Regions from separate parts of the Mus musculus genome. Here all the other regions are linked to region 3. The links are chromatin contacts, called in public Hi-C and promoter capture Hi-C maps. All regions are on one chromosome and are shown on one strand. Each heading gives the region's core, a stretch centred on a gene start, on an enhancer-like site or on the middle of the called end of the contact. The rest is flanking DNA. Distances are from core to core; before and after follow the strand shown. Region 1 has its middle 35 kb from the start of Gm39660. Region 2 holds the start of Abca12 (ATP-binding cassette, sub-family A (ABC1), member 12). Region 3 holds the start of Atic (5-aminoimidazole-4-carboxamide ribonucleotide formyltransferase/IMP cyclohydrolase).

Region 1 (4,063 bases), core at 201-2,700, 220 kb before region 3:
TAGGTGCATATGTGTGTGTTTGTTTCCGGCTATATGCATGAGATTGTAGGTGCCTGAGGTGGCCAGAAGAGGGCGTCAGATCTCCTGGAGCTAGAGTTACAGGCATTGATTGGCTGACTCATAGGGATAGCGGGAAGAACAATATGGGCTCGTCACTGCTGAGCCGTCTCTCCATCCTAGCTCATCTGTACTTCAAGTAGTATGTAATAGCAACTACAAGTTAAGACAATTTCCTCGTGCCTGTTGCTATTAGTGAGGGTTAATTAAGAGAGCTTCACGACTGTATTTATAGTCTCTCCCCGCCTCCCCCCAACCCCGTCTAAGATTCTGAAGTATACCACTGGAAGGCTGTAGATCGGCAAACGTGTAAGAGCTCAGACTAAGTTATAAAGCAAATGACAGAGAGCTATGCCCGACAAAGAGCTGAGGAAACTCTCAAGTCAAAGCTGTCAAGGGACAAGATTGTGGAAAGAGAATTTTGGAATGAATGGGCCGCTTAGAGAAAATACAGTGGCGATATAAAATGCAATCCTCTTTTCTCTTTCCTACCCAAATCCTGGGTGAAATGGAGGGTCTTCCCACCAAGAATGAGACGAATTAGCATCCTACGACGAAACAATGCACAGAAGTATTACTGCGCTAAACCACCGAAGCCAAGTATTGGCTGGCATCACAAGGAAGGATCTGCTACCCAAACAGCCCACACACTCTTCAGGCATTTTGCTACTGACACAAGCAGCAGAGGTGGGCTCAGATATCAAATCTCTGGCTTCAACATCCAGAGTCTTTTCTGTAAGCTGTTTATCTACTAAGAGGCATTGTCTCCTAGAATGGACACTGAAGTCTGATTTGTTTCCTCTCTCTCCATCTTAAGTGCCCTTGACACGTGAGAATGTCCTTGGCTATGTCTGCAGGAGACCGTGAACTCATTGAGGGCGAGCCGTCCGCTTTTCTGCTCTTTAATGCAGAGTCTAAGAATACCAAGAAAATGTTTGGAATAAGGTTTTTGGTCACCAGTGTCTAGATCACAAGTTCTTTCCATTCTTAATGGGTTTTGTGTAGTTCACTTTCAAAGTGATGGCTTTCGATCTAATGAAACAATCTAGCTCAGAGACCTTTTGGATTTTTAATAGGGTTACGGCTGTACTTAGGCTTTGTACATTGTCATCTGCTATCTACGTTTTCTTCTTTTCTGCAGCTTGAATCTGTGGCTGACTTGTACGGCCATGGTTTCTTGTCAAAAACCCTGGGCATTCCGGCAAGGAAGGATTTAGCAGTCTATTGTTGAAGTCCTTGGAATCCATGTCTTTCAAACTGCACCATTTCTTCATGCAGATTCCATTTCTAGATCAAGATGACCAGTGAGTTTTTGTCAGAGGCCTTGTGGATTCTAACACTGGGCTCTTTCATCTGATGGCGTGATTCATCTTAAGGAAAAGATTTCAGGTTGTAGCCTGTGATTGAGAGCCCGACATGTTATCTCAGCATGGACATGCAGAACATAAATGCCATCCATTTCCAGCAACGTGTGGCACAGCAGGGATGGAGTAGCCTGCTGGCAAATACGCTATCCTAGGAGCAAGACCTGAGACAAGAGCTTTCAGAATTGAAACCTAAGAGCTGGTTCTGTTTACCCTTGCAGAGCTAATGAGATTCATCCTCTCATTCCGATTCTCCCGCTTTCTGTAACACTGTATGCCACTTGTAACAGAACTTACCAAAGGTAATTTCACAATTATGTGTGTGATGCTGCGATGAATATCTGTCTCTCCCTCTCTCCCTGAGATGATCAGCTGCCTGAATCCAATTATCGACTGGCTGCTCTGAATATCATTTTACCCCCTATCTAGCCTAGCACAGGACAGATTACTCAATAAATATTAAGAGATGAATGAAATTAACAAGTATACAGTTGTCTGGTAGGAGGCATCTTTTTCGGAGGAAAAAAAAAACCAGCACCAAGGCAGTGGTTCTTAACTTTGCTTTTAACATAATCCCAAACCATCAGAATCAGGGTCATTTTGGGGGACTCTTCTAGATAATAGTGATGCCCTAGGGAGTCAGAATCGCTAGGGACTGAGGCCCAGCAATTTATCCCTTAATACATACTCCAGGGGCCTTTTAGCACACTAAATTTGAAAACCTGCTGTACCCAGCCCTTTTGTTTGATAGCACAATACACTTCGAAAGCAAGCTTTCTGTCCTCAACCTGCAATTCAGAGTACCGGATGCTATTCAAGGGTTACATATCTAAGGCGAATGACGACAGAGAAAGAGAAACCTCGCTCTACGCTGATTGCACTGTGGACTTGCTTTCATGGCGAGTTGCTCCCACCCATCTGTTTTGCTTTAAGATTGCAGAGTTATAACAAAAAGCTATGCTTCATATTCTCTGGTTGCGTCTTGGGAGACAGACACGCAATTCCTCCCATCATTCACACAGCACCTGGGACGGACTGTTCAGAACCGAATACGTGTGTCTGATGTGAAATGTACACCTCTAATTAATCACCGCGTTCCCAGCTGTAACGCTTTCCCGGGGTTTGGCTGCAAGCGTGGCTGAGGGGCCGTCCTCACCTGTCTCCCAAGCACATCCAGAGTTTTATAAACAGCCTGCTAATTTTATCTCTGAGCTTCTTTGGCTAATTTAGCGCATTTGTTTATTTTTGTCAGATTGGAAGCTAGACACTTTACAATCAGGTAGCTTTAATGGGCAAAATGTTGACTCATTTCGATAGACATCTGGCGGGGGGGGGGGGGGGGGGCGCGGGGGAGGTTGCGGGGAGCGGTTCATTTACTGAATGTGAATTAATGGAAGGTAGAGGTGCTTCAAAAAAGAAAAAGAACCACACTGCTCATAGCCTGTGCTCCTGAAAACGCTGGGTACTGACCAGACCAAGTCGAGTGATGTTTTGTTCCCCATTCAGTAGCAGTGAATTTCCAGCTCCAGAGAAAGTGAACCCTGTGAGATCTTCCCCTTCCATTACCTCCTTTGCTATATTTCAAAGGCAACTCTGCTTCTTCCAAAAGGTTGTTTCCATCCGTCAGGCTCTCCCATATTTAATGACTAACACAAATTTTGTTTTCTTCTAAGATATTAAATGAAGCAACAGATTCCCATTGCATGGAAGAACTCTTCACATGTTAATGGATTCTTTATCTTAGAGTAACATGCTGTTCTTTAGATTTCTGAAGCCCATGGTGGGGGAAAAAAAATGAATCTTGAAGTCAAATCCACCCGAATGCCCGTTTTACCTGTGGAAGTCTTAAATGCCGCTATCCATCTCTGTATTGAGATATACAGCGTAACCTTTTATAAAATTTATAGTTCTGAACTATGTCTTGCCATTATCTGTCAAGCCCACTTACATTTTCCAAAAGTCTCCTTTGAGGTGACTAGTTGGAAGACTCTAGTAGGAGCGTTCCTGGATAGAGTCACAGTCTCGGTAAGTGTGGGCTTTTCTAGCTCTGTGGGTGTCAGAATGAGAAATCTCCTTTGTCTGGAAGTCTTGTATACAAGATGGATGCCAACAACCACTAAAGCATCTCTGAATGCACGAGGCAGAAATATTGTAATACACTGCTGCCTCCCAGTCAGGTATCAGACTTGGCTAAAGAGATTTGACTGATGTAGAGGTGCTATCTGGTGTTAACTGTGGCCATGACTGTCCAGTGCTGTCCAGTGTTAACTGTGGTCATGACTGTCCAGTGCTGTCTAGTGTTAACTGGTCGTACGCTGAAGCTCCAGGCAGAGAGTAGATGTTCTTACAGAGAAGCGTGTGTGCCCCCACCCTCTTCTGCTATCAGACCTTTAGTCACTTTAATTCACCTTTATTCACTCAAGGACTTGTGTGTTTCACAGGTATGCAAGAGTCAGAGGCAAAGCTGACTTCTAAAGTCTCAAAGATACTAAAGGCTTCCGTTCTATACCTATGGAAGAAATGGAACTAAGGACAAAGAACTTTGCCAGGTCTGGAATAGGTGGGGAGCCTAACTCTCCAGGCAAAACACTGAGACTTTTTCCTCTTTCAAAATTGTGGGACCTGAGGCGACAGCAATGGTT
Region 2 (4,147 bases), core at 1,582-4,081, 140 kb after region 3:
CGAAGGATGGCCATGCCTCTCAAAAATGAGTTCTGGATTTAGATTAGTCAACTTTGGGTTAGCTGGACTCCTCCTAAAAGTTATAGTCAGTAGATCTTGGGAAAGAAGAACTCCCGAGTTTTCATATGCCATGATAAACTCATCATAATTTACTGCTGGTTAGGTAAGCACATAAAGACACATACTGCTGAAGGTGAGGTAGATAGAATGGTTCTATGATGGAAATTGTTCTTGAGGACAACTTGCGTTTGCTGACCTCTGCATTAAGCACTGGTATGGCTGACACAAGGCATGTGATCAAACCAGAGTGGCACTAACTCTTCAGGAGAATCCTAAGGGAATGTTTTCAGGGCTTGACTGGTTAACAAGGGTTTGCTGTTTTTTTGTTTGTTTGTTTGTTTGTTTTTGTTTTTGTTTTTGTTTTTGTTTTTTTTTGAGACAGCTTCTTACTCTGTAGTGTTAACTGTCCTGGAACCTGACATGGGGCCCAGGTTGGCTTTGAACTCACAGTGGAACGCTGGAATTACAGATGCCCGTGTAAGCAAGGATGTTTTTCATTTTCCTTATGCTGTATTACTTGAACTTTGCCTCTGTTTGTTTGCTCTGCAATTTTCCCCTTTTGAGTAAAAGTGTTTTTAGCAGCTGTGTATTTGGGTGCAGATTATTTTTTGATAAACAATCAGCTTTCCTTCCCTTGAGGAAAATCTTAATCTATCTGTCAGCAGCACCTTAACCTATAATCAGGACTTTGGTACAATGCTGCACTTCCCCAGTAAGATATCTGTCTCTAACCTCCCTGAACATTCTTCCTCCTCTGTCTTTTTGTTTGTCCTAGTAATCACTTTGAATTTTTGTCTGTGTAAATTATAGCATCCTTAATTTATGTAAGCTATACCTTCCAAGATTTATGTTTTTTAATGTGAGACTTTTAAAAATTCATCTTTGAAAATCTCCTTTTAAAAGGAATTTACACATTTAAAGAAATCTTTATTATTAATGTATTTCAACTTAATTAAATTACTGTAAATTATATTTTGTAGAAGATTGCCCATCCTCCAAGGAAACATGTGTGATATTTGGACAAATTACAACGCCCCTTCCCATGCAAAGGGCTATCCAATGCATGTTGAGCATCTTCTGTATAGCTAGGAAACTATGCTGAAGAAGGACATCTCCCAAGGAAGTCCTCAGTTGTAATGAAATGCGCTGTCTTCATTGGACAGTCAGGGGTGGTAGATGGAGGTTTCCAGGCAAAAGGGCAGCCTGAGAGGCCACCAGACAGCACAATTCTGGGATGATACTGTGAAACAGACAAATAGCTTCTTGGAAGCCACATGGTACATCTTCAGCTCACCTCTCACCTCCCTGCATCAGTCACTTGGCGATTCAAGTCTTTTTGACCTGAGGTTACCTGACTTAGTAAAGCCACCATGCCAGCAATGTCCCTCAATGCTTAGAATCACATCCCAACCCTACTTTGCCTTCCCAATTAAGCTCTGTTTGTTTGTGAACTATCACACACTTGTGAATTGTGACAGCAGTTTAAGATTTCAGGAAAACAGAGTCTGTAGTCATTTTTAGAAACTGTGATAGTTAGATAAATCTTATCTCTGTACCTCTCCCCACCAAGCTGAAAGGGCACAACTATTTTAGAGGGCTTTCTGTCATCCAGAGAATACTTTGTAACCTTGTCTAGAAACAAAAACTCATAAGGCACACATTCTCCATACTCAGAACTCTTGGCCTGGTGGATTGGGTTTGGAGACTTCACAGTAAGGTGAGCTAAAGCTGAGGTAATGGGCATGCTCTATCATGGATCCAGTCTGCCCCAGGCTGGCTGACACCAAGCTCCCAGAGTTGGCATGGAGACCAGGCAACTGAGCCAACATTTACTTCTGACTTGTAGGAAGAACTCAAACAATGCTGTAACTGATTTGTCAAGTAGAGTCTCGATCAATCAGGTCAAGAAGTAAGAATCAAAGATGAATTTGATTGGCTTACGTGGTCTATCTTTTTTATCCAGTGGTGATTCTTAAGCACTGGTCATACACACAGCAGTGTGATATACAATCATTCGTGTTCGCATAGAATTTTTAAACTAATTGAGACATTCACAATAACAATAAGACAAAATTATAAATTATTAGAGAGAGATAGTAGCAAAGAATTGTAATGGACTATAAAGAGGGATAGATACATCTGATGAGGTCATTTAAAAGACCTTTGTAGAAGATGTCACTGTGGAGACAACTCTGAGAGGTACAGACCTAGATGGGACAGAGAATACCCTAGGCAGAGAGATTAGCAGAAACATTCTGGGTCAATTTGTGTCCCCTTTAAGCCAGAACTACCCACAGCATTTCATTTTGTTACCTTCAGCTGACCATTAAACATAGGCACCGTGCTTAACGTAGTGAACTGTGATAGGAGACAGAGCTCAACTGGCCTAATCACGTTCCCCAAATCAGAACATTACATTTCTAAGCTAAAGTTTGGAGCTTTCGTAGTCTATCATCTAACCATGGGCTGAGATTACCGCTTTGCATCTGATTTAGTACATCCCATTAAAATGTTTAAAACACTCCAGGAGTCACTCTCTGGCCTAGGGAACCTGTAAAATCCTCAGTACCCAGCGCCTGCCACAGCAGGGACTATGTGTAGGGAGGAAAGCAAAGGGATGCAGGACAAGTCCTACTGGCCCTTCCAGGGTCCCGCCTAATTCCTATGACGCGTCTAGTGCAGGTGACACGTTCTCTAAGGTGTGGATAGGCAGGTAATTTCTGGAGAGTAGGAGGTGTGGGTTCACCTTTTGTTTGTTTTACAGTGGGGCATTATCTGAATGATACTCATTCTCTCTGGAGTGTGGACTTCGCACAAGAGGCAGTATTTTACAATAAGCACAAGCCACTGAAAGGCACTGAGCTGGCTCCTCATTCCTGAAGACTTTTTGGTTGAGAAGAGTTAAGGATTTACTGACCGGAAAAACAAATCCATTGGGAAGAGAAGAACTGTGGGCTTCTTACCCCAGGCCCTACGAAGCTATGCCGTGAAAAGGCTCCCAACGCACTGGCATACAGCATATTAGACGGGACACCACTTCTCTTGAGGACTGGAGGAAGAGACAGGAACATTTTGTTTGTCTTCAGGGTGTCTGAAGGATGGCTTCCCAGTTTCATCAGCTTCGGATCCTGGTGTGGAAAAATTGGCTAGGTGTCAAAAGGCAGCCGGTGAGGAGTTTCTTTGTTTTGTTTTGTCTAAGGTGGGAGTGCGGGGGGGTGGGGGGGGGTGGTGGTGGTGGGGGGGGGGGAGGGGGGAGGGACGCAGGCAGGGGCAGGAATACGAAGCAATAAATCCTAAAATGTGATGTTAATGAGAACTAGACAGAGAAGAGTTTAAAGGCATTTTTTTCCAAAGGAGAAATAAGATACTTAGAATTCTTGTCTCCATCCGTCTTTCAGCTAATGGGGCGAGTTAAGACATGTCCCCAAAGCAGCCTTTTGATTTGAGTAAATTAAAAGAGTAAATTGGGACAGTCCCTGAGCAAAGCCAAGGATGTACCTTGTTACTGGAGGAACTGGTACTGGTGTGGAAGTTTGGGTGTAAGCCGAGTGCTTCTAGAATTTTTCCTAATGTCATTAGAAATGAGGTGGATTTCTAATGGGATGAATGAAAGTAACATTAGAATGCATTGGAGATGGGAAGGGATGTTCCAGAAAGCGAAAAGTGATAACGACTTGGATGAAAAGATAGTAGGGTGAAGGTTGCTAGAATGGAAAACGTTCAAAAGGAATTCAAGTATCTAAAAATCATTTACTGGAAATGAGACTGTGTGTGTTGTGTGTATGACATATATATGACCTATATGTACATCTATATTACATGTATATTACTGTTTTTAAGACTACCACTGACTCTGCTGTTTTTTCACATGACTTTGGTGCTCTCACATTAATGCTTGTTTTTTTAAATTACAAAGCCAAGCTATTCAGAACTCCACAGGACAGAGTCCAGAGAGCTGGGGCAGGAACATGTTTCTGTGACCTATGTGTTCAGAAGAGCGTATGAGAACTAGGAGAACCCCGAACCTTATTGAATCCTCTTCTCTTTAGAGCAGTCACTCTTGCCTCAGTTGGGTAATGCAGATATG
Region 3 (3,861 bases), core at 649-3,148:
TCCTAAATGATATGTTTTAGAAAATCAATTAGGTATTAAAGCACTGGCTTTACAATGTCCAGACTCTTAACAACCTTTAATTATGAAATTCAAGGGCAGTGGTGGCACACGTCTTTAATCCCATCACTCAGGAGGCAGGGGCAAGTGGATCTCTGTGAGTTCAAGCCCAGCCTGGTCTACAGATAAAGTTCCAGGACAACATAGGGAAACCATTGCCTGAAAAACCAAAAGCAAACAAACAAAGCAAAGAGATTCTACTGAGAATCATTTATAGTGAATTTAACAACAACAAAAACATTAAAAATATGTTTGGACTGGAAATATGGCTCAGGTGTACAAAGTTTGTCTCCCATGCACCAGGACCCGCATAAACAAACAAAAACACTTACTCTTTAACAGGACATAGTTCTAATTTCTAAAAGATATCCATACTCCAACTCACTCAAGGAGGAAGAGGCAGGAGGATCACAAGTTCAAGGCCAGCCTGGGCAACCTACAGAGACCCTGGCTCTAAGTTTTAAAAGTTTCTGAAGCAAAGCATAAAAAATGAACTAGGGATACAGCTCAGGAGTGGACTGGACATTGGGGTCAGTCTTCCATACCACCAAAAGAATACGAGAAGGCGTAACGGGGCAAGCAAATACTGGGCAGTGGCGTGGAAATATGAATGACCATCTGAGAAACATTTAAACTAGGCGATAGACAATGCAAGAACTCCTCGTACTTCATCGTAAATGCCACAGCAACAATGGCCTACCCATACCAGCTCCACAGTAACTCAACTGCACCTCACAGGAGCCTACTTGTCTGCTGTCCCTGATGCTCCGGACTCCCATAAGTCACAAGAGAATCCACTGAAGACATTTACTAAGTAAAGGCATTCTTGCTGTCTGAAGCTGTCAAATGTACAGGGGTTATGTACTGCTTACACAAACAAGAGTTATGAAGAGGTGAATAATTTACCTCTATAGGGATTCTCCACAAACCAAGAGTTATAATGGCAATGAAAACAGCCAGGGAACTAAGGTCTTTTTCCTTTTCTACCTTCCAGACCTTCAGGGTCATCTCCTGACATCTCTTGTCAAACCCTTCCCACTGTTAGTCAGGAGATGAGTGTGATCGAGCCACTGGTACTTTCTGATGGGTGAGGCTATGAAGAGGGAGATACAGATCTTCAAAGATGTTACAGTCTAACTGTGCAACCAGTCAAAGCCAGGCCATGGAACCTGAACATTCGTGTTTATTCTGCATAACACATGGCCCTCCGAAGTTAATTTGTTTGCAAACAGTGGCTGGGTGCTAGGACTCTAAAACTCAAGGCTCCCTAGTTCTAACCTAACTTCTCCCTGTGTTTTGTCAGTTTTTTGCATGGCTTTCTGGTGAATATGGTCACAACGTTTTTCTCCCTTTAACGCTACCTACTGCCTTACCTGACTGCCAGGCCAGCATCCCTGATCGCTTTTGCCGTGCCTCCGGAAGCGACCAGACTCAAACCAAGAGACGCGAGACTTCTGGCAAATTCCACGAGGCCAGTTTTGTCAGACACACTGAACAGGGCTGAAAGAGAAGGCAGTTCTCATTACTCGCGGCTTCTGGCACCGAGATCTCCCGGGGAGGACTCCTGGGAAGGGGACTCATGCAACTGCAGGCCCAGGGCCCAGCACTGGGGACACCCAGCCTGCAGGCCGGGCCCGGGGCCTCCCCAGCTCGGCCAGCGGCATGAGTGGGTGGCGGGGATGGTGCAGGCAGGACCCCTATGATGCATCGCGAGGGCCTCACCAAGCTGAGACGGAGCCATGCTGCGTTGGGTCGCGGAGTCAAGGGACGGACAGGCCACGTGCGTAGGCAGGCAGGCCGGACCCCGCGGTTCAGGAAGCAGTGGGCAGGGCGTGTCGACCCCACGTGACCCCGAGGTCCCGCCCCTCCTCCAGTGAGCTGCAGCCTAGGGTGGAAGGCGCCGCTGGGCGGGGCGGCTGCTAACTCCGGAGCCTGGGATCTGTAGCCGCGGGCTTCCTCTTTCCGAACCCAGATCTGGGCGTGGGGACTCGCGGTTCGCGCGCATCTGGGGTGCTGCTGCTGAGGTCCCGGGAGGTGGGGCCGCGGCGGCTGGAGCACTGATTGGGGGAAACTAGCGAGAGGACTAAACAGACCCTGTCTGACGATGTCAGAAAGGATTAGAGAAGCCTTCTGCTATGGTCTCCCTTTTACAGGTCTGGGAGACCTACGCATGAAGTCATTGCCTCCACAGTTGAGAGCCCCAAAGAAGTAAAATGACCGTCATTTGAAGTTTTTCATACCACATTATAAAATGGCCTGGAATTTACATCAAGATCACCATGTGTAAAATGCTCTTTTCCTTCAAGCCCAGGTGGCAGGAGTAAAGGTTTCAAGACTTAAGTTATTAAAAATAGGAATAGCAAAATTGAGCTCATCTGCTTCTTTTTAATAAAAGTGACACCTTTGGCACAAAATAAACATATCTTGCTGTATACACAGCCCTATTTTTTTTTTTTTTCCGAGACAGGGTTTCTCTATGTATTCCTGGCTGTCCTGGAACTCACTCTGTAACCAGGCTGGCTTCGAACTCAGAAATCAGCCTGCCTCTGCCTCCCAAGTGCTGGGATTAAAGGCATGTGCCACCACTGCCCGGCTAACAGCCCTATTTTTAACATTAATGTTTAGAATTAATTTTTTGATTATGTTTTCTTTTGTAATGTTCTTTAATACAATTCCAAAAAAGAACTTAAAAATTCTATAAAGGAGCCTAAAATTGTACAATTCTATAGAAAGCTTAGCTTTTTATTTCCAGTCTAGTCTCCCAATCTGTGCAAAGTCCATTTTCCTATTATTTGGATGCTAGTCTGCTTCTTGTCTTTCCTCTCTAATAGTCCAATCTCTTTTTCCTTCTCCAAATATCTATTGATCAAATATCTATCTCATTTTTCTGACCTCAGAACGTGTTAACTCCTTGCTCTGAACACCTCTCATGTTTCTAAGGAAGATATATTAGGATCATGAGAGTGTCTTCAGGATGTGTTCACAACTTTCAATGTACAGAGGTGAACAAGGTTCAGAAAGATCATTGCAAGTTTGGAGCTAGTTTGGTCCACACTTTAAGTCCCATACCTGCCAAAGAAACAGCAAGACCTTGTCTCAAAAATGTTAAACAAACAACAAAAGGTGACAGATATTAGAATAATTAGTTCCACGCATATAAGATTGTAATCAGCCTTTAGTTAGCTACTATAAGAGGGTATGAAATAGTCAAAATTCAGGAAGAACAAGTGAGTGGCTCAGTGGGCAAAGGTGTTTCCAAGAAATATTTCTCTTTATCTTATCTTTAAAATTTTATTTTAAGTATATGGGTGTTTTGCCTGCGTGAAGGTTTGTTTACATGTGTGAGCCTGGTGCTCCTGGACTTCCAGGGGACTTCCCTGGCCAACCACATTAGATTTCTACAGGAACTAGAAAGCAGAGAAAGCAATAAACAATAAAAGGAAATAAACAGCGCTTAGACACTAGACATTTTCCACATTGAAAAAATAATACATAGGCAAATATTTAGCCCTTTCTCCCGGACATAAAGAAGGAAAGCTATGACCTCCTTACCTGCCCAGGAGCTCAACTTGGGAAGAAAGTGCAGACACATACCCTGGGGCAGTAAGAAAACACCAGTTAAAAACAAACAAACAAACAAACAAACAAAAACCAAGGTATTAAACTGAATTAACTAGGGCTTCTGGTAACAGGGCAAGACACATTCCTTTCTTTTATTTAAAGCTATTTACAGTGATTAGCCTTGATTCCATTCTCTCATAGTTTTAGAATACAGACTTGGTGCTTGTTTCATGTTAGTAACAG

What was found. Promoter capture Hi-C pulls out the DNA fragments that hold promoters and counts their contacts. A called contact is a pair of places that touch in the nucleus more often than the background predicts.
Region 1: a contact with region 3 is called in a Hi-C map of the N1E-115 cell line, with 2.9 times the contacts expected there. The contact joins the enhancer-like site here to the promoter of Atic in region 3. A contact is called at or near these places in 1 of 39 promoter capture datasets (neural stem cells), 2 of 484 Hi-C or Micro-C datasets (the N1E-115 cell line and nephron progenitors), 5 of 115 datasets of contacts at active chromatin or transcription factors (bone marrow-derived macrophages and embryonic stem cells) and 1 of 9 other capture datasets (adipose tissue).
Region 2: a contact with region 3 is called in a promoter capture Hi-C map of embryonic stem cells. The contact joins the promoter of Abca12 here to the promoter of Atic in region 3. A contact is called at or near these places in 2 of 39 promoter capture datasets (the 3T3-L1 cell line and embryonic stem cells) and 1 of 9 other capture datasets (liver).

The regions. Positions count from the first base shown.
Region 1 is chr1:71,774,513-71,778,575 of GRCm38.p6, reverse strand. No RefSeq gene overlaps it. Among named protein-coding and RNA genes, the nearest start is that of Gm39660, 35 kb to the right of the region's middle. Within about 2 kb of position 1,450, at least 22 of the 459 cell types and tissues checked have an H3K27ac peak or open chromatin away from gene starts, as enhancers often do. A contact at or near this core is called in the N1E-115 cell line, where this site is marked.
Region 2 is chr1:71,413,594-71,417,740 of GRCm38.p6, reverse strand. Abca12 (ATP-binding cassette, sub-family A (ABC1), member 12) reads left to right here and starts at 2,831. Exons shown (of 53, transcript NM_175210.3): 1 at 2,831-3,227. The coding sequence starts at 3,159.
Region 3 is chr1:71,555,193-71,559,053 of GRCm38.p6, reverse strand. It overlaps Atic (5-aminoimidazole-4-carboxamide ribonucleotide formyltransferase/IMP cyclohydrolase), which reads right to left and starts at 1,898. Exons shown (of 16, transcript NM_026195.3): 1 at 1,780-1,898; 2 at 1,431-1,557. The coding sequence starts at 1,798.